4 separate regions of the Mus musculus genome follow, and all the other regions are linked to region 4. Evidence: chromatin contacts called from public HiChIP or PLAC-seq and promoter capture Hi-C data. All regions are on one chromosome and are shown on one strand. Each heading gives the region's core, a stretch centred on a gene start, on an enhancer-like site or on the middle of the called end of the contact. The rest is flanking DNA. Distances are from core to core; before and after follow the strand shown. Region 1 holds the start of Gabrb2 (gamma-aminobutyric acid (GABA) A receptor, subunit beta 2). Region 2 overlaps Gabrb2 (gamma-aminobutyric acid (GABA) A receptor, subunit beta 2). Region 3 has its middle 72 kb from the start of Gabra1. Region 4 holds the start of Ccng1 (cyclin G1).

Region 1 (4,452 bases), core at 1,371-3,870, 1.7 Mb before region 4:
CCCCTCTCTCTCTTCTTATCCTTTGTCCAAAGACTGAGTGTTGCTGACAATAAGTTGTGTGTGCTTGGTACACATAATGATTAGTGTTGCAGGAGCAGTAAGAAAGTACACTTGGTATTAATCTTGCCTTTTTGGATAAAGACTGGCCAGTTTTTTATTTGATTTCAGTGGATTAGCAGAAGGGGTTAAAGGAGATGGAAGGTGGTGGGAGGGGCAGAGATGTCAAATGTCATTAAGTACTAGGAATCAATTTCCTAAAGCAACAAGTGGGCATCAACACCCCAGAACTAATTACTTAGTCACTCTGTGAGAGTTTAGTTTGTATGATAGACTTCCTGGTAGGTTTTTGTTTGGTTGTTTTATTTATTCATTTATTTATTTAGTCACATTTAAATGCTCCTTTTACCATGACTAAGCCCCAAACACAGAACTGTAACTCGACAAACTGAGGCTTTCAGGAAGCTGTGAGAGCCATCACTTCTGCAGGGGGCCTTCCAGCATATTGCTGCCTGTACAAGTGAATGTGTGAGATACTTTACTCACTCTGTATTGGATCCAAATTGGGAAAAGTGCAAAAAACCAGCAGTTGTTTTGTAATTACACATGCCATGAATTCCAGAGCAATATACTATTCTCCTGTCCCCACATTATACACATATTCAAACATACTCCACCCCCCCCAGCAACTGCACAGCCCCCACACAGTCCCCATTATAGAGACGTATCTATGAGCATTAATACTCACCATATTGACCTCAGAAACCATATCAATGCTGGCAATATCAATGTTCATTCCTACGGCCACAGGGGGACCTGCAAACCAAGATGGTCAGCCATGTGACTTCTCAGAACTTAGTCATTCATACGAAGAGTTGTCACTGGGAACTCTAAAGAAACCCCCTCTGTAGAGCTAATCCATATATTCATTACTTTCCCATATCTTTGCAGTATGAATGTGGGGATACTCTTCTAGGAATATGCACACATGTGCTGGTCAGACAATGTTGCCAGCTCTGTCTACACATGTTGATGTCTCAGCATGTGAATTCCTACAACTCACAGAGCCCTAGGGATTCGTGTAGATTGCATTGAAACCCCCTCTTTTTTTCCCCACCCACTTCTGTGTGTAGGTTTTAACTCTTTAATTCCATTAAGAGTCTGAGCAAAATTAAATGGCCACACTAGCATATCTGGGGCTCCAGGGAGAGATGCCCCTTTTTCCTCTGCTATCTTTATTCTCAATTCCCCAGAACCCCTTCTCCCCTATGCCATTCGCATATAGGGCTGGGTGGAATCCCGACATGAGCCACTTTAAACCATGGCCAGAACTCTTCTAAAGTAGATGGGCACAGAGAGTTGAAGCCACCTCTCAGCCAACCGCCTGCACACTGTGTCCTCAAAAATACTCACATTATAAGACATCCCCGGCTGGGCACACTGTTAACTAAACTTAAGAGGTTTGTATCTCAAGAAACCTCAGACTGGGAACAAAGATGTATCACGGTGAAGGAGAACGAGAGCGGTTACAAAGTCTGGTCACACTCTAAGGGGGTCTTCTTGAAAGACCTCTCAAGTGCTGGACAGAAACTGGCTTAAGTTTGGATCTGTTTCTCAGCAAGGTAAAATAGGAAAACATTCTATACATCACATGCGCCCACAACTAAGGAGAGGAAAGAGAGTGCACACAAAGCCCAAAAGACAGCTTGGGCTGGAGCTGGGCTGTTTCTTATTTGCAAGGCAATCCCATTACCTCCAAAATCTGGTCTCAGACGAATGTCATAGCCTTTCAACAGTCTGTCCACCGTCTCTTTAACCAGCGACATATTACTAGGGTCATTGACACTAAAGAAAAAAATGACAATAACCAGGAATGAATAAAGAAGACAGCACGGCATCTTCAACAGCCCTGCTCACAGAGAGGTATGCAGACAGAGCCCTGACAAGTGAGAAAGGAAAGGGACACTTACCTCTGAGCACAGACAGCGGCGATTATTAAGGGAAATGACCAAATCCCAAAGTAGCCCCTTTTCCGGACTCTCCACATCCCTTTAGGTTCTGGTGGGATTGAGGGATTCACTGAAGAGAGGAGATCCAACTTAGTCTGCCCAGTGCAGTAATTCTAATGTGGAGCGCATGCGCACGGCGTACCAAAACATCAAAGGGGCAGCGGCGGCTGCCGGGGACCGAGATTTCCTTGTTTAAAAAAATTAAAGGGGAAAAAGGAAAAGAAGCATATATATGTGTAATATGTACATGTTTGAATAATATTAAACTACTACCCCAGAAATGCATCCAGAGTAAAATCTTCGTTGGTTTTTTTTCTTTCTTTCTTTAAGACAAAAGCAACCAGAGCGTCTGGTAAGTTTCTGTTCTAGGAGGTAGTTGCACCTCACGACGTGGTGGGATTTTAGAGAGAGGGAGAGAGAGAGAGAGAGAGAGAGTGTGTGTGTGTGTCCCCTTAAATATTAAAAAGAAAAATAGGAGTAGGGTGTAGGGAGGAAGATTGGTTCCTGAAACCCTTCTCCTCCCGGTCTAAGCCAGTTGAAAGGGGCAAGGAGTTGAACTTTATTTCCTTAAGAATAGCAATCCCCTGCCTGGGACAAGCGGAGGAGGTGGGGGTGGGGTGGGAGCGCTAGGGGTGGGGAGGGGAGCAGTGGGAACCAGAGTCCGAGGAGGAGAAAAAAAACCAATGGGAGGAGTGCTGAGCAAACGTTGGATTTTGAGCGAGGGGGGGTGGGGGTGGGGAGTGGACTGTGAATATGAAAGAATCGGAATGGCTTTGAGAAGAAAGGGGAAGGATACAGGAATCCAAAGATGCTCGTTTTTCCTGGGAGTCAAGGGGCGAGCTTTTTCTTCACTACTCACGAGTGATTTCTTTCTCTTCCTCCTGCTCCCCCTTTGCCCCCTGTTCCCTGGGAAGAAAACCTCGGGGTCCTGGTTTCTGGCGCTGTGACGCTCCTGACCCGCTAGTCCAGCTATTTATAGCAGGAGGGGGAGGGGGCGAGGGGAGCAGTCAGGCAAAGGCTTCTCTGGGTTTGGGTCTGACTCTGCACTAGGAAATTATAAGTGGTCAGGATGAGGTGTGTGTGTGTGACTGAAGAACAAAAGAAGTGGGGGCGTGAGGGACAGAGGGTGACAGGCGTTCCAGCACAGGTGCGGGGCCAAAAGGCATCCAGTGCGAGGGCGGGTTGCGGGGTGGGATGCGCTCCTCTGGCCCCCCACGCCTCGCGGACGCACGCGCACCGCGCGCGCGCGCGCGCGCACACACACACACACACACACACACACACACACACACACACACACAGACACACACGAGACACGTGCATTCACAGTCCTTGCCACCCACCACTCCTTACCTCACCAGCAGGAGCTCGCCGCCCACTACTGTGGCCCAACGGAGCTGCACCACTGCCGCTCTGCTCTGGACAGTTGAAGCTGCACCTCTGCGTCCAAACCCAGTGGTTCACAGAAGACAGGCACAATGAAGGAACCCCGAGACCGTTTGAGCCACCAAATCACCTATCTACACACCACAATTTTCCCTCATCCCTTTCCTAGCCCAAGGGGACCCAAGGCTGCCCCCTTCCCTCCAGCTCCAGGCTCAACACGGACACCAGATCCAGACTCATTTCATAGGAAAAATCATTTCCTCTGCTTGGGGCTCGCTGGAGGAGGGGAGGAGTTGCGGGGGGGGGGGGGGGAAGAGGATGCCGAGAGCACCGGGACTGGGATGCCCTAGAGTCGTGTTCCTCGTTTTATCCTGAAGACAGGGAGGGAGTACAGCAGGTGCATCAACTACCCTGGCACTCTTTGATGAAGAGGTAGAAAGGCAGAACTCAACACTGGGTCCTGGACCCCAGTATCCAACCTAAATCTACTACTGAGCCTTGTCATTTACCGAGAGTCCCTACCATGTGCAGAAAGCCGCGCTTAAAGCAATATTAGCTCAAAGTTGACTCCTTAGTGACCCCATTTTACGGGTTTAGAAACTAGCACATCGATCGGAGGAACATGTCCAAGGTCATTTCTGTGGAGAAGGGTGGAAAGTGAGTTGTGCTTATAAAGCAGTGTTTCTAACCCTTAGACTAGACTACCTCAACTCTTAAAGTTCAGAACCTCACACTCTGCTAGCTCTCTGCTGCCACGCGGGGGACCTCCAAGCGCCCACTGCGCCTGTGGGATGGGAAAGCTCACAGATTACAACAGACTGGTGGTCCAGCAGGTCTCTCTGGTGAGAGCAGAGACCAGATCCCCAGGGATCGCAGCTAGCTTGGTGCTACAAGATTCCAACTGAAGGCTTTTTAGTCTCCACTGTGACCACGTTCAGCTTCCCCTTTTGACCCACATAGTACAAGACACCCCTACCCCCACTTCCATCCCCTTGCGCGCATCTCAGGAAATTAAGAGTTATTATTCTGGGGCAGTTTAGAGAGGTGACTCCAAGGGAAC
Region 2 (4,034 bases), core at 1,081-3,580, 1.9 Mb before region 4:
ACTTGTTAAAATACAGAAATGAAAAGGTGACAGAATACATAGTCCACAAAAGCAAAAGTAGGACTGCTGAGGGAGGCAGGAAACCATCGCGAGGATGTAAAGGATGGAAAAGGAAGTTGGGAAGGAGTACCAACAGGATCCAAAGCATCTATGAAACAACATCATGAAACCCACTGCTTTGGGCATGAATTTCAGAAGAACTAATACAATATAAAATGAGTGAGTTGTATTTTGAGGCTATTTTAGAACTGATTTAGAGAATTTAAGAAATATTATACTTTGGATCATTACTATCCTTCAAAGGCCCACATATTAAAGGCTTAGAATGAAGCCTGTGATGCTATTGTGAAAGAATGGAATGGTTAGGAGGTATGGCACTCTAGGAGGTTCTAGGGGATTGTGGGTGTGTTCATGAAGGGAATGTTGATGCCTTGGTGAAGTGTTTCTCAACTAGTGACTCACAACTCCTCTGGAGGTAGGACAACCTTTTCACAGGGGTGCCCTTAAGACCATCTAAAAACAGATATTTGCATTATTATTCATAGTGACACGTAATGCATATAATTACAGTTATGACATAGCAAAGAAGGTAATTTTATGGTTGGGGGTCACCACAGCATGAGGAATTGTATTGAAGGGTCAAGGCATTAGGAAGGTTGAAAACCACTGCCTTAGTGCCCCTGTCTATTTATAGCTTTTAAAACATTCAGACAATGCCAAGTTGCCCTGAGCATGATGCAGATGTGTTCCTCCTGGCAATGGGAGCAAGGATGTGTGGATTAAAACTGGAAAGCAAATAAACCTTTTGGTCCTTTTACATTGATTTGTTTGCGATTAGACTTTACAGCAGTGGAAAGCTCACTAACACAGGAGATCCACCAGCCTGTCTGGCATGTGATTAGGCAATAACAAACGGTCATCATTTCTAAGGCACTAATAACTTGCAGTATCTACAACCCACAGAAAAGGTTCAGAGTTACAGATTCGCTTAGTCAGACACTGCTCTGCTCTTAAAATGTTTTCTCGGTAGTGTTTAGTAGAGATCTCAGATCTATACTTCCTCTCCAACAGAGTAGCAGTGACTTCCTGTCCCCATGGTGAAGCTGATGGCTTTAAACCAAACTTGTTACTCCTCCCCTTCCCCTTGGCAGTGATTGGTGCTGCAATTGAAAAGACAGAGTGGTCTATAGAAAGGAAGATTCCTTCCTAGTAGGCTCCTGCATACAAAGGAAATGCCCCTTTCTCTTTCTGGGCAAGAAAGAGGAAATAGGTAATCTTTTTGCTAACCTGGAAGTTAACGTCAGAACAAAGTATCATTTCTAAGTAAGATTTGGTATTGTCTGTCCTGATATCTTCCTTTCTCTTGTTTTATTCCCATTAAGCAGTGATAGAAAACCAGAAGAATTTCATTATAATAATTAACAGCCTCTTCAGATAAAATTTGACCCATAATTTGGTAAGAGTGTATATGTGCATGTGTGTTCACCTTTCTCTCTCTCTCTCTCTCTCTCTCTCTCTCTCTCTCTCTCTCTCTCTCTCTCTCTCTCTATCTCTCTCTCTCTGTGTGTGTGTGTGTGTGTGTTTGTGGTTGTTTATTTGAGACAAGTCATTACTCTGTAGCCCAGGCTGGCCTAGGATTCACTATGTAAGGTTCCTGCTATCAACTTCCCGATATCCTTCTGACTCAGTTTCCTGAGTGCTGGGATTACATCGTACAAGGCTAAAAGTAGTAATCTTTTCAGGAAAATTCAATGATGCCTCACATTTTAAATAAAATTTTCCTGAATATATTTAAGTCACTTAAACAAATTCAGTGTATATTCAGATCTTTTAGCTTGCTACTTTCTACAACATCAAAGTGAACTTGAAAGGTTAGGTGTGCCATGTCTGTTATTTTCACAAACAAGACAACTAAAGACAAGTGAGGCTCTTTAGTGAAAGTCTCAGAGTTGTTTCAGAGACTTAGCTACACAAAGTCCTCTGGCTTTATGAATCCAAATTAGATTCTGTGACTGGTTCCGACAGTTATAGAAGTGAGAGGAAAGTTATTTTAAAACAGCTTCACATGCAATCTGTGATTAAAATGTGCAACTCAGAGCGAGATAGAAAAAAGATAATCTAAGCATGCATTCTACTTTATATAGCCCTAGCTCAATAACTTACTAGCTTCTGTGGGATCCTGAATAAATCCCTGGAATCTCTGGGCTTTAGCTTCTGTACATTACATGAGAGAATTATTAGAGGTGATGTCGCCTATTCTTAAGTTTATGCTAGGCACTGGTAATAGACCAGCTGGTCCTGGACTCAATTGCAGCATCCTCAATGTAGCTCTCAAGGCAACAGCCATGAGTCATGCAGAGTTGATATCCAGAGGGCTCACTTGCATTCCCTCAGCTAGATCCTTGCTTTTTCCTATGAACCATAGATCAGTTGCTTTGGCATTGCTGGAAAGTGTGTGTGGAGATTACAGAATCTCAAATCTTAAGACACAACAGACTAAGAGTTTGTACTCTAGCAGTGTCCTTAGGCTACATGAATGCATATTAGACATTGAGATAAAATGGGATAAATCATCTAGCCCTAACCATGCTACTTGACCTTCTAAAAGTCGCTGATATCTGGTTGTTGTTTTAAAAAGTCAACTTTGGAATTATGCATGCATACATATGCTATTCCTGACTCAAGCATGTGGGTTCCTCATAAGCGAGGTTCTGAATAGAGCCTCCAGGAAAAAGGGAGCTGCAGAGGGAGCTATAAACTCTACAGCAGCCACGAATTTCTTACTCAGCTGTGGTCTAATGACTTTTGAGCATTTGGCCAATTACATGGTGAATTACCCTAGTGAACACTTGTCAAATGCACCCTCTACTCTGCCTCCTAAGGTCTCTCTCCTTAGAACTAATGTTAATCTGACACAACCTTGTCAAATATCCCTGTGCTAGTTCTAACACCCAATTTCCCCTAGCTTGGGCGTTTGAAGATGATGGCAGACAGTGCATGTTGCTAAACTTTAAAACACAGAGCAAAGAAATGAACGAAAAAAATATAAATTTAGAATATATGGCAGAACACTGTGCTCAAGTGATGTCCTGATATTTCCCCAAAGGAGAAATTCCTGTCTGTATTCTTGGTCAAATTTTGAAATCTTTCAAATCAAAAGAACCCAGGTTCAAATGACATGTTAGTCTCTTATGTTATGAATTATCAAATGAGTTTCTTGGATCAAAACTGTATTTTCTGGGACTAAAGGGTTTGTAGAGCAAGTGTACAAGCTTATGTTTTTGTGGTCATGTGAATTTTGGGGGGAGTTTGCTAAAATTTACCTTGTCAGGCAATCAGAAATTCTGACCTAATAAGCTAGAAGTAGAGCTAAGAGTTACTTATTAGCATACTGGTGATTAAAATGTTGTTTCCTAAAGATGACCCTCTATGTAGTTGTGTTTTGGGGCACTGGATAACAGAAAATGATTCAAGTAGAAGTCAGTTTGACTGACTTCTGAGTTTGCACACTCTTGGTGAGTATTAGCTTTTAAGAGATATCAATATTTGAGACTCTGATAATTTGAGCATTTCTACAGAGTGGTCCAAGCTGAGGGTAGAATGGTTTCTATTCAGTCAGAATGCTGTCCTGTGTAGTCACTTCTGTCAGAGGCATTTTTTTTTTACTTTGATAAAGAGTTTAAGATGCCATGCAGATAAAATTATTATGCACTTTTAACTCATAGACTAGAAGACAGTGCTATGAAGGGGGTAATCTAATTGTTGTGTGACCTTGGGCTGGTCACTTCTGTTTATGGATTAGTCTTTATGCTAATAATGACAAGATCCTTCAGCTGTCTCCCTAGAGTGAAATGCTGTTCTTACATGCTTGGTACATTCAGCCAAGTTGGACAAAGGAGCAACTTAATTTTTCATTTTCTTTTTAGAATTAAAATTTACATTTTGCTCTGTAATATTTTTCATGAGCATATATCTGAATGCTGCATCTCCTTCCTGTGAAATTGAATGGCACACATTATCTGTGTACTCAATGA
Region 3 (4,474 bases), core at 1,914-4,413, 1.4 Mb before region 4:
TATGATGCAAGTCCTATCTGTAAGATTCTAATCTCAATTAATTCCTGTGCTACTCCAAGTATGAAAAAGTCTGTGTTAAATGGACAGCTTTTTATAAAATGTAATCTTTCTCCATGAGACATACCTAATTTTATGAAGCTTCAGATAAAATTATCTTGAAGCTAAGATAAATTTATCTTAAAACTGCAATAGGTTTCAAGAGGGACACTGGGAAGGATTATTGAAGATATCAACTTTATTAAAACAGTTACTAATTCTATTGACAGACATACAGCTAGACAAGCACAGAAATCTCTGAAAAGACAAAACCATTGTTTAAGGAAGTAGGGATCTCATCTAGTAACTTTCTAAGGATGCACATGGTATAGCCAGGCTCTATAATTCCTAAGCAGGGAGCAACCGGAAATGGAGTAGACAGCTGGTTGAAAATAGTATTTATGATGTAAACTCAATTCAACATTTCCACAGGTAAGACATCCTGGTACCTCCTACTTAGCTAAGGACTCACAGAAAATGACTCAGCACTCAGCGAGGTTCCTGTCTATATATTAAAAAGGAAAGGCTTGTACTGCGATCTGAGTGCAAGATGGGTTTTTAACATTGTTTTCATACTTTGACAACTCTTAAAAACTAAACTAACAGATTTTTATCAAAAGCAAAGATATTGAATCTCTTAAACTAAATCGTTAAAGTAGTGGGTCAATATTAAATAATCTGTACATGTAATCGACCAGGTAAGTAAACTGAAACAAACAAACAAACAAACAAACAAACTGCATGATCATCTCTAGAAAATAGCTTGGGGAAACTCTAACCAAGCAAGTGAAAGACCTTCATGACAATAACTTCAAATCTTTGAAGAAAAATTGTAAATGGCATCACAAGATGGAAAGATTTATGCTCATGGATCAGTAGGATTAACATAGTAAAAATAACTATCCTACCCAAAGCAATATACAGATTCAATGCAATTCTCATCAAAATTCTAACAGAATTATTTAGACTTTTAAAGGACAATGCTCAGAATCATGAAAAATCAAAAAATTCACAATAGCTAAAACAGCTGTGAACAGTAAAAAGAACTTCTTAAAGAAAATGAAATTTTGTATCTTGTGATTCATGTAAAAAAAGTTGTCTATGAGCCCCCGACCTGGGGCCAAGAACAAAGCAGAACAGACAGGGCTGTTGTTAAGACATTCCTAAGAACAGCTTGATTGTACAAGCAGGGCTATCTTGTCTGGGTCAACACCACCTGGCCAGAACCTCCCCTCTGTCTACTGCCCCTTGACACTGGGTAAAGTCATACATCAACTGGTTGCTATGTGAACAAAGATAAGCCGCCAGCCCACAGGAACAAAGTCCTAATGCCCTGTAATCTTTCTGTTAATGTTTGAATAAGCCAATAGTGTGTCGCTATGCTGAATTCCACACCCCTAAGCCCCTTACCCCTTAAAAACCCCTAGCTTTTGAGCCTCGTGGCCAACATCCATTATCTCCTGTGTGAGATGCATGTCGGTCCGGAGCTCTGTCATTAAACGACCTCATGTAATTACAGCAAGATGGGTCCTCGTGTTCCTTTGGGTGCTCTCTCACTCCCGAGACTAGAGTAGGGGTCCCTGAAAGGGGGTCTTACACTTCTAGACATATCACCATCTCATATTTCAAGTTGCACTACAGATCTATAGAAATAAGAACAAAACAAAGCAAAGCAAAAGCCACTACGTATTGGCATAAAAACAGACATGTTAATCAGTGGAATCAAATTGAAGACCCTGACATAAATCCACATTACTATGGAGACCTGAGTTTTGCTAAAGAAGCCAGAAATACCCAGTGGAGAAAAGAAAGCATCTTCAACAAACAGTGCTGGTTTTACTGGATATCTGCATGTAGAAGAATGCAAATAGAGGCATATCTATCATCTTGCATAAAAGTCAAGTCCAAGTAGATAAAACAGTTCAACATAAAACCAGGCACAATGAACCTGGTAAAAGAGAAATTGGGGAATAATCTTGAACACTTTTCACCAGAGCCACCATTCTGAACAGAATACCAATAGCACAGGCACTAAGACCAATTATTAATAAATGAGACCTCATGAAAATGAAAGGCTTCTGTCAATTCGACAAAATGACAGCTATAAAATGGAACAAGATTTTACTAACTTTACATCTGATAGAGGTCTAATATCCAAAATATATAAAGAACTCAAGAAATGAAAATTTAAAAAAATAATAATCTAATCCAAAAAATGAGTACAGGTCTAAACAGAGAATTCTCAATAAAGAAATCTCAAATATCTGAAAAACACTTTAAAGCAATGTACAACAAACATCCTTTGCCATCAGGGAAATATAAATCCAAATTACCTTGAGATTTCATCTTATACCTTCCAGGATGGCTAATATCTATGATATAAGTGACATCTTCTGCTGGTGAGGATGTAGAGCAAGGGGAACACTCCTCCATTGCTGGTGGGAGTGAAAACTTGTACAACCACTATGGAAACCAATATGACTGTTTCTCAGAAAACCAGAAATCAATTTACCTCAAGATCAAGTTAAACTAATCTTGGGTCGTATACCCAAAGGATGTATCTTACTACAAAGACATGTGTTTAGCTATGTTCAGTGAGGCTTTATTCAGAATAGCTAGAAACTTTAACAACTTAGATGTCCCTCAACTGAAGAATAGAAAAGAAAATGTGACATTTACATGATAAAGTATTACTCAAGTGTTTAAAAACAAGCCATCATGAAATTTGCAGGTAAATAGATGCAACTAGAAAAAAAAAAAAAAACCACTCTGAGGTAACTTAGACACAGAAAGACAAATGTAATATATATTTATTTGTAAGTGGATAATAACTGCTAAATAAATGATTTAAACAAGCTACAATTCATAGATCCAGAGAAGTTAGGTAAAAGGGGTGCTGTAGGAGAAAAATGATGTATCTCTCAGGGAAGACAAAATAGAGTAAAATTTACATGTGGACTGGAAGCTGGTAAAGATGGGAGCAAGGGGGATTGGGTGAGAATAGAGAATGAAGATATGGAGCAGTGGTAGGGAGAGATAGCTGGAATAGGGAAGCAGGAAGACAGTGTAGAAACCGAGTATGCAGGGACCCCACTCCCCAACCCCTAGGCATACCCTGGTGGGAACAGAGTGACATAGTGCTGGGACAGGGTCCAGGTGTGAGAATCCATGAGTTTGGGTGGCTGTTGTGGGCATAAGGCTTGTTTGTATAATAATATAAACCTTTCAGATTTCTTAGAGGAACTAATGTTAATGATTCTATGGGAATTACAAACAGTGTGAGTCCAGGATTCAAGGTGAGGGCTTTGTCTTCTCAAAAGTGTAAAAGCTGAGACCTTCAGAACAGCCCTTAAGGCTATGGAAAAGAGCTCTAAATATATGAGTTCAATATATGTAAATACATATAAATAAATTTTCAATCATGCAAAATATAAGGATGCAATATGAATTATGAGGGGATTCATGAATCTAAAGAAACAAAGGCAGTTGTTCCATGAGCCAGCTTGTTAGAAAGATACAAAGGCAGGCAGATTCCTGAATACAAGGTCAGTGCAGGACAGAGCTAAATTAGGTCCAGGTGTGGTAGAAATGCTAATTTCAGGACAGGGTTCCACCCAACTAATTTACAGTCTGTGTTTAACAAAGGCTAACAGGTCTCTGAATTCTTTTGCATTTGTTGTCTTTTAAGAATCAAAGGGCTGTGTTCACAGGATGCTGATTTGGAATACAATCAGAAGGAAATTAGGAGTAAATTGATATGTGAAATAAAAGCTTAGAACTGTGTTCTGCAGGAGATGAACTATTGAGAGAATATTTTAGAGAGATAAAATGAAAGAACTGCTTGGAGAACTCACACACACACACACACACACACACACACACACACACTTGGATTTACAAGTTGACTTTCATTCATGCTTTCGTGGCTCTCAGACACCCCTTCTCTCAGAACCCCTCTCCATGCTGAGGGTGTTCCTAAGCACAAATGCAGTGGACAATTTCTGGAATCTGTGAGGATGACCCTAATGAGGTCTAGTAATGAAGGTTACAGGTAAGGCTTTGAGTGGTACGACTGGGTTGGTTTCGCTTGAGTTGTTGGCTAAGAGTGTTCTGTGGAGATCACCAAACAATTTAGCCCAATGTTAGCATAGAGAATAGCTTTGGGAAAACTGAAAGTGGGGCTCAATTTCGAGGACAGCATCCACACAGTTCACTGAAAGCAGAGAGGTTGAGCTGGTGCCTGTGAGTAGCTTTCATCCCCACATTCTAGTTTCTTTGCCTCAGAAAAGTACTTGTAGGTTACAGAAAGACAAAACTTAAACAGCAACACAGCCTCAAAACTCTCACCCTAGAAGGACTTGCCTATAAGGTATGCTGGAGCAAGGGTGGCACAGAACTTGTGGAAATGGCCAACCAATGTCCAGTTCATCATAAAGCC
Region 4 (4,132 bases), core at 1,464-3,963:
TCTTTTAAATTACTCAAAAGATGCTCTCTATTCCAATATTATAGAATCAAAGTTACAGTACTGTGTCATAGACTAGAACTTCTCTCAGCCTTGGTCAGAAAAGTCTCTTACCAGGATAGTCGCTATTTAAAGCAGAAATTTATAACTGATCAAGGTATTGAGAGTAAGCAAGTATAGAGTGCTCAGCTCTGAGCAGGACTTCTGTAACAACCCCTCCAAGGCCTAGGAATACTAGGAGAGGATGGAAAGGCTTTCAGAGCTGAAGGGGCATGGTGCCATCAAACGCTATCTTCTGGACATGACATGTCCATTGCAGTCAGAAAGTTACAGTATTTGTGACTGTGTTCATAAGACCAGAACACACACACACACACACACACACACGCGACAGCAGAGGCCAGAAAGACAGCTCCAAAGTTTAGAGCACCCGGGTTGCAACTGCAGAGCTCTAACATTCTCCTCCCCATTTCCTAGGGCATTGCACAAACACCCATACATACACACAAATATATAAATAATTAAAAATGAAAGTAAAGTGTATTTTAATTGAAATAGAAAAGGAGAAATAAGCAAAGACTGCCTATTATATTTGTTTCTTAAACGTGTCAGTAAAATAATTTTCATATAAAGAATTGAGAATTAAAAAAGAAAACACAGGATCCTAAGAGAAAATATTTTTTAACACATAATGTACTGCCAACAAATTCTCAACAGGAATTTTAAACATAAGACGTAGAAGGTAACAAAAGTCATTTGAAAATTCTTATTAGCATTAACACTCTTTAAGCTTCCTTCAAAGTTAAGAAAACCGATAAAAGAATAAACAGAACCAACTATTTACATAAAGCACTTAAGAACACAGTTAATCATAAAAGGCTACCATTTACCACATGCTTCCCAGCACTTAATCTTCCCACTTATATAGGATTAAGACATTTCTCCTGCCTATTTTTGAGCAGCCAAGATAGAAACCCAAATTGAAAAAAAAAAAAAAATGGGAGGAGAGAGATGGCTCACTAGAGCATGTCTTAAGTTGGGATTTTATTGCTGTGAACAGACACAATCATCACAGCAGCTGTTATAAAGGAAAACATTTCACTGGGGCTGGCTTACAGTTTCAGAGGTTTAGTCCATTATTGTCATGGCAGGAAGCGTGGCAGGCAGACATGGTTCTGGAGAAGGAGCTGAGAGCTCTGCCTCTGGATTCACAGGCAGCAGGAAGAGCAAATGAGCCAGTAGGTCTGATTTTGAGCTTCAGAGATCTCAAAGCCAATTGCTACTGAAGCACTTTCTCCGACAAAGCCACACCTTCTAATAGTGCCACTCTCTATGAACTTATGGGGGCTATTTTTATTCACACCACCACAGAGCACTTATAAATTACTGGTTTTGTAGATTTACAGAACCAGGGATCCAAATGAATACTGTTCCTTGGTCAACTCACAGCTAACTGCCTGAAATGCCAGATCCAACATCTCTGGTCTCTGAGGGTAGCCACATTCCTGTGCCATACATTCCCCACTTCACCAACACCCCCAGATATAATTTTAAAATCTAAAACTTTTTTTTTAATTAAAGAGAAAAGGCCAGGCATGATGGTGCATGTTTTTAATCCCAGCACTAGGAGAGTCAGAGGCAGGTGGATCTCTAAGTTCAAGACCAGCCTAGTTTACATAGCTAAGGAGTTCCAGGACAGCTTGGACTACATAAAGACCCTGTCTCAAATAAAACATCACTTGTATCTAGTTAATGACCGTTATGGACGGCCAGCCGGCTTGGCTCTTTCTTATTTTCATGAGATGTACTGGAATGGACAAAATCCTGAACACCACCGTCACCACCCCAACTCCTCACCCTCACCCCCACTGCAGCCATGCGAGCTGAGAACCTACTCTCTGTGCATTGCTCCTGAGGACATGCCCTTCCCCGCTACCCCCGAAAGGAGTCCAGCAAGAGTTCAGGATAATTATTTTTCCGTTAACCTGGTAGAGAAGAGGCTTATAGAGATTAATTTTGTAAGAATAATGTTCCTTCACACCCTATTCTGAAGCCTGAGATTCGGCTCACTGCAGATGGGGTTTTCCAGGCACTGTTCTTTGCTGTTTTCTGCCAGACATATGGCATTTTAAGTCACTGATGATAGTATGAGGGTGCTACAAGAACAAATTCAGAAAATTAGCAGAGGACCAAGAAACTACATACTCTGACATCATTGTAACATCTGAGAAGTTTTGCAAGAAACAAAATAAGATAACGATGAACTGATTCCTAAAACTCAGAGAGAACACTCTAGAGAAGCCTATAGAGAACACTATAGAGAAGCCTACCATCTCATTATCTGTAAAGAGAACGAAAGCATTTTTTTTTTTTAACTTGCCATTGTGTTTTTAGAAAGAGGGGACTGAGCTGCAGTGAACAACAACAAAAGGAAAAAAGCAAAAACCAAAACAATGCAAAACAAAAACCCTCACAGTACATTCTGGTCCGCTACCCAGACCAATCTGGCTAATAGAGGCCAGACCTGCCCGGGCAAGCCTTGGCACTGAACACTCAGTTCCGCAGCTTAAGGAAGGACAGTTCGGAAATGCTCCAATGAGAGAGGCTGCGAGAGTCGGGCGTGGCTCGAAAGGGGAGGAGAATTGAAGTCTGGACAACGGGAAGTGTGCGCTGATTGGCCGAGCTTCCTCAGAGACCATCCATCAAAAGAACCACACCAATCAGCGACGTAGATGCGTCCCAGCTAGAGAGCCAGGTCTCCAGCTTGTTCCCCCACTGCCCGGCGCAGTCCTTCGCTGCGCGCTGACCCCGAGGAAGGCAGTACTTGGTCAGGGCGCTGAGGGACCCTCCACCGGGACGCCGGCCCCTCCCCGGGCCTCTGCTCACTTGACCCCCACTCCCTAGTCCGTCCCCTTAGTAGGCCTGTCGGATCGGGGACGTGGGGCGAGCTGAGAGCAGGCCCGGGGTGGGTGGTCACCGTGGTGAAGACGTGGCTGTCAAGGTGAGAGGGGACTATGGGGTGGATCTCAGAACCCTGCACTCCGGAACGCAAGCCCGGGCTAGTCTGCGCCTAGAGAGAGGCGCAGCGGGAGCGGTATTCCTATGTCATGCCTCCCAGTCCCAACCTGCACCCCTGAACTGAGTTAGTGGTTCCTCACCAAGACGACCTTCCTGTCACATCTTTAAACTGCCCAGGGAAGAATCGTCCTCTGTATCCAGGGCTTAGGTTGTGCCCAGGACTCAGAGGAAGTGTAATGCATACTTCCACCAATGCAACTCCCCAGCTTCACCTAACTTTTTCTTTTGGTTTTTAAATGGCGTTAGACTATTCGGAGCACTGAGTGCTAAGCACCGTGCCACACTGAGTCATATCGTGTGTTATTCACAGCCACTCCAAGAAACAGATGTTGTCACCCTCATTTCACAGGTGTAAAAATAAGCTCATTACCTGGAAATAAATGGGCACCTGTGTGCTAAGCGGTTTGTGTGACTCCTTTTAAGCTACCCAATCTATGAGCTATGAGATTGTAGGTAATAATCGTATTTCTACTTCATAGGTAAGGAACTAAGGTTCACGTTGTTAACATATATGGCAGAGTATGTACTATCATTTGACTTTTAGTTTGGGTGTATCATGTGGGGCAGTATCTATTTGTGGCATGTACTGACAATGAAGAAGTCTTTGCTTAAGTAGAGAAAAAAAATTTTTAAGCCATAGTTTATGTCCTATACAAACTCACAATTTAGGAATGTGACCTACTGGGAGAAGGTAAAAATACTTACAGACCTTGGCTTTGCAGTGTCTTCGTCTTAGACGTAATGGAAATGGGGTGGGGGGTGGAGGGGGCATGCACTATAAAGCACTTTTTGCCACAATGCAGAGATAGCCAGGCAGGGTTCTTATGCTCTTTTCTGGGTTTGTTCTATTTATAGATGATAGAAGTACTGACAACTGACTCTCAGAAACTGCTACACCAGCTGAACACCCTGTTGGAACAGGAGTCTAGATGTCAGCCAAAGGTCTGCGGCTTGAAACTAATTGAGTCGGCCCATGATAATGGCCTCAGAATGACTGCAAGATTACGGGACTTTGAAGTAAAAGATCTACTTAGTCTAACTCAGTTCTTTGGCTTTG

Evidence for each region. Promoter capture Hi-C pulls out the DNA fragments that hold promoters and counts their contacts. HiChIP or PLAC-seq counts read pairs in DNA pulled down with a chosen protein or histone mark.
Region 1: an H3K27ac HiChIP or PLAC-seq map of neural progenitor cells shows a contact between it and region 4, with 9 times the contacts expected there. The contact joins the promoter of Gabrb2 here to the promoter of Ccng1 in region 4. A contact is called at or near these places in 8 of 39 promoter capture datasets (the C10 cell line, cranial neural crest, embryonic stem cells and 5 more), 1 of 484 Hi-C or Micro-C datasets (pre-hematopoietic stem cells), 4 of 115 datasets of contacts at active chromatin or transcription factors (astrocytes, embryonic forebrain, neural progenitor cells and 1 more) and 1 of 9 other capture datasets (embryonic stem cells).
Region 2: a promoter capture Hi-C map of hippocampal neurons shows a contact between it and region 4, with 14 times the contacts expected there. The contact joins the enhancer-like site here to the promoter of Ccng1 in region 4. A contact is called at or near these places in 4 of 39 promoter capture datasets (cranial neural crest, hippocampal neurons, liver and 1 more) and 2 of 115 datasets of contacts at active chromatin or transcription factors (astrocytes and forebrain).
Region 3: a contact with region 4 is called in an H3K27ac HiChIP or PLAC-seq map of embryonic stem cells, with 7 times the contacts expected there. The contact joins the enhancer-like site here to the promoter of Ccng1 in region 4. A contact is called at or near these places in 4 of 39 promoter capture datasets (cranial neural crest, embryonic stem cells, frontonasal cranial neural crest and 1 more), 4 of 115 datasets of contacts at active chromatin or transcription factors (all in embryonic stem cells) and 1 of 9 other capture datasets (embryonic stem cells).

What each region holds. Positions count from the first base shown.
Region 1 is chr11:42,418,942-42,423,393 of GRCm38.p6, reverse strand. It overlaps Gabrb2 (gamma-aminobutyric acid (GABA) A receptor, subunit beta 2), which reads right to left and starts at 2,620. Exons shown (of 9, transcript NM_001362647.2): 1 at 1,968-2,620; 2 at 1,751-1,842; 3 at 746-813. The coding sequence starts at 2,044. Gm34591 (a long non-coding RNA gene) reads left to right here and starts at 2,179. Exons shown (of 3, transcript XR_388590.4): 1 at 2,179-2,358.
Region 2 is chr11:42,607,602-42,611,635 of GRCm38.p6, reverse strand. The region is part of intron 8 of Gabrb2 (gamma-aminobutyric acid (GABA) A receptor, subunit beta 2); the gene reads right to left. Among named protein-coding and RNA genes, the nearest start is that of Gm34591, 190 kb to the right of the region's middle. Within about 2 kb of position 2,330, at least 17 of the 459 cell types and tissues checked have an H3K27ac peak or open chromatin away from gene starts, as enhancers often do. A contact at or near this core is called in hippocampal neurons, where this site is marked.
Region 3 is chr11:42,109,025-42,113,498 of GRCm38.p6, reverse strand. No RefSeq gene overlaps it. Among named protein-coding and RNA genes, the nearest start is that of Gabra1, 72 kb to the left of the region's middle. Within about 2 kb of position 3,163, at least 5 of the 459 cell types and tissues checked have an H3K27ac peak or open chromatin away from gene starts, as enhancers often do. A contact at or near this core is called in embryonic stem cells, where this site is marked.
Region 4 is chr11:40,753,867-40,757,998 of GRCm38.p6, reverse strand. It overlaps Ccng1 (cyclin G1), which reads left to right and starts at 2,713. Exons shown (of 6, transcript NM_009831.2): 1 at 2,713-2,998; 2 at 3,931-4,132. The coding sequence starts at 3,931.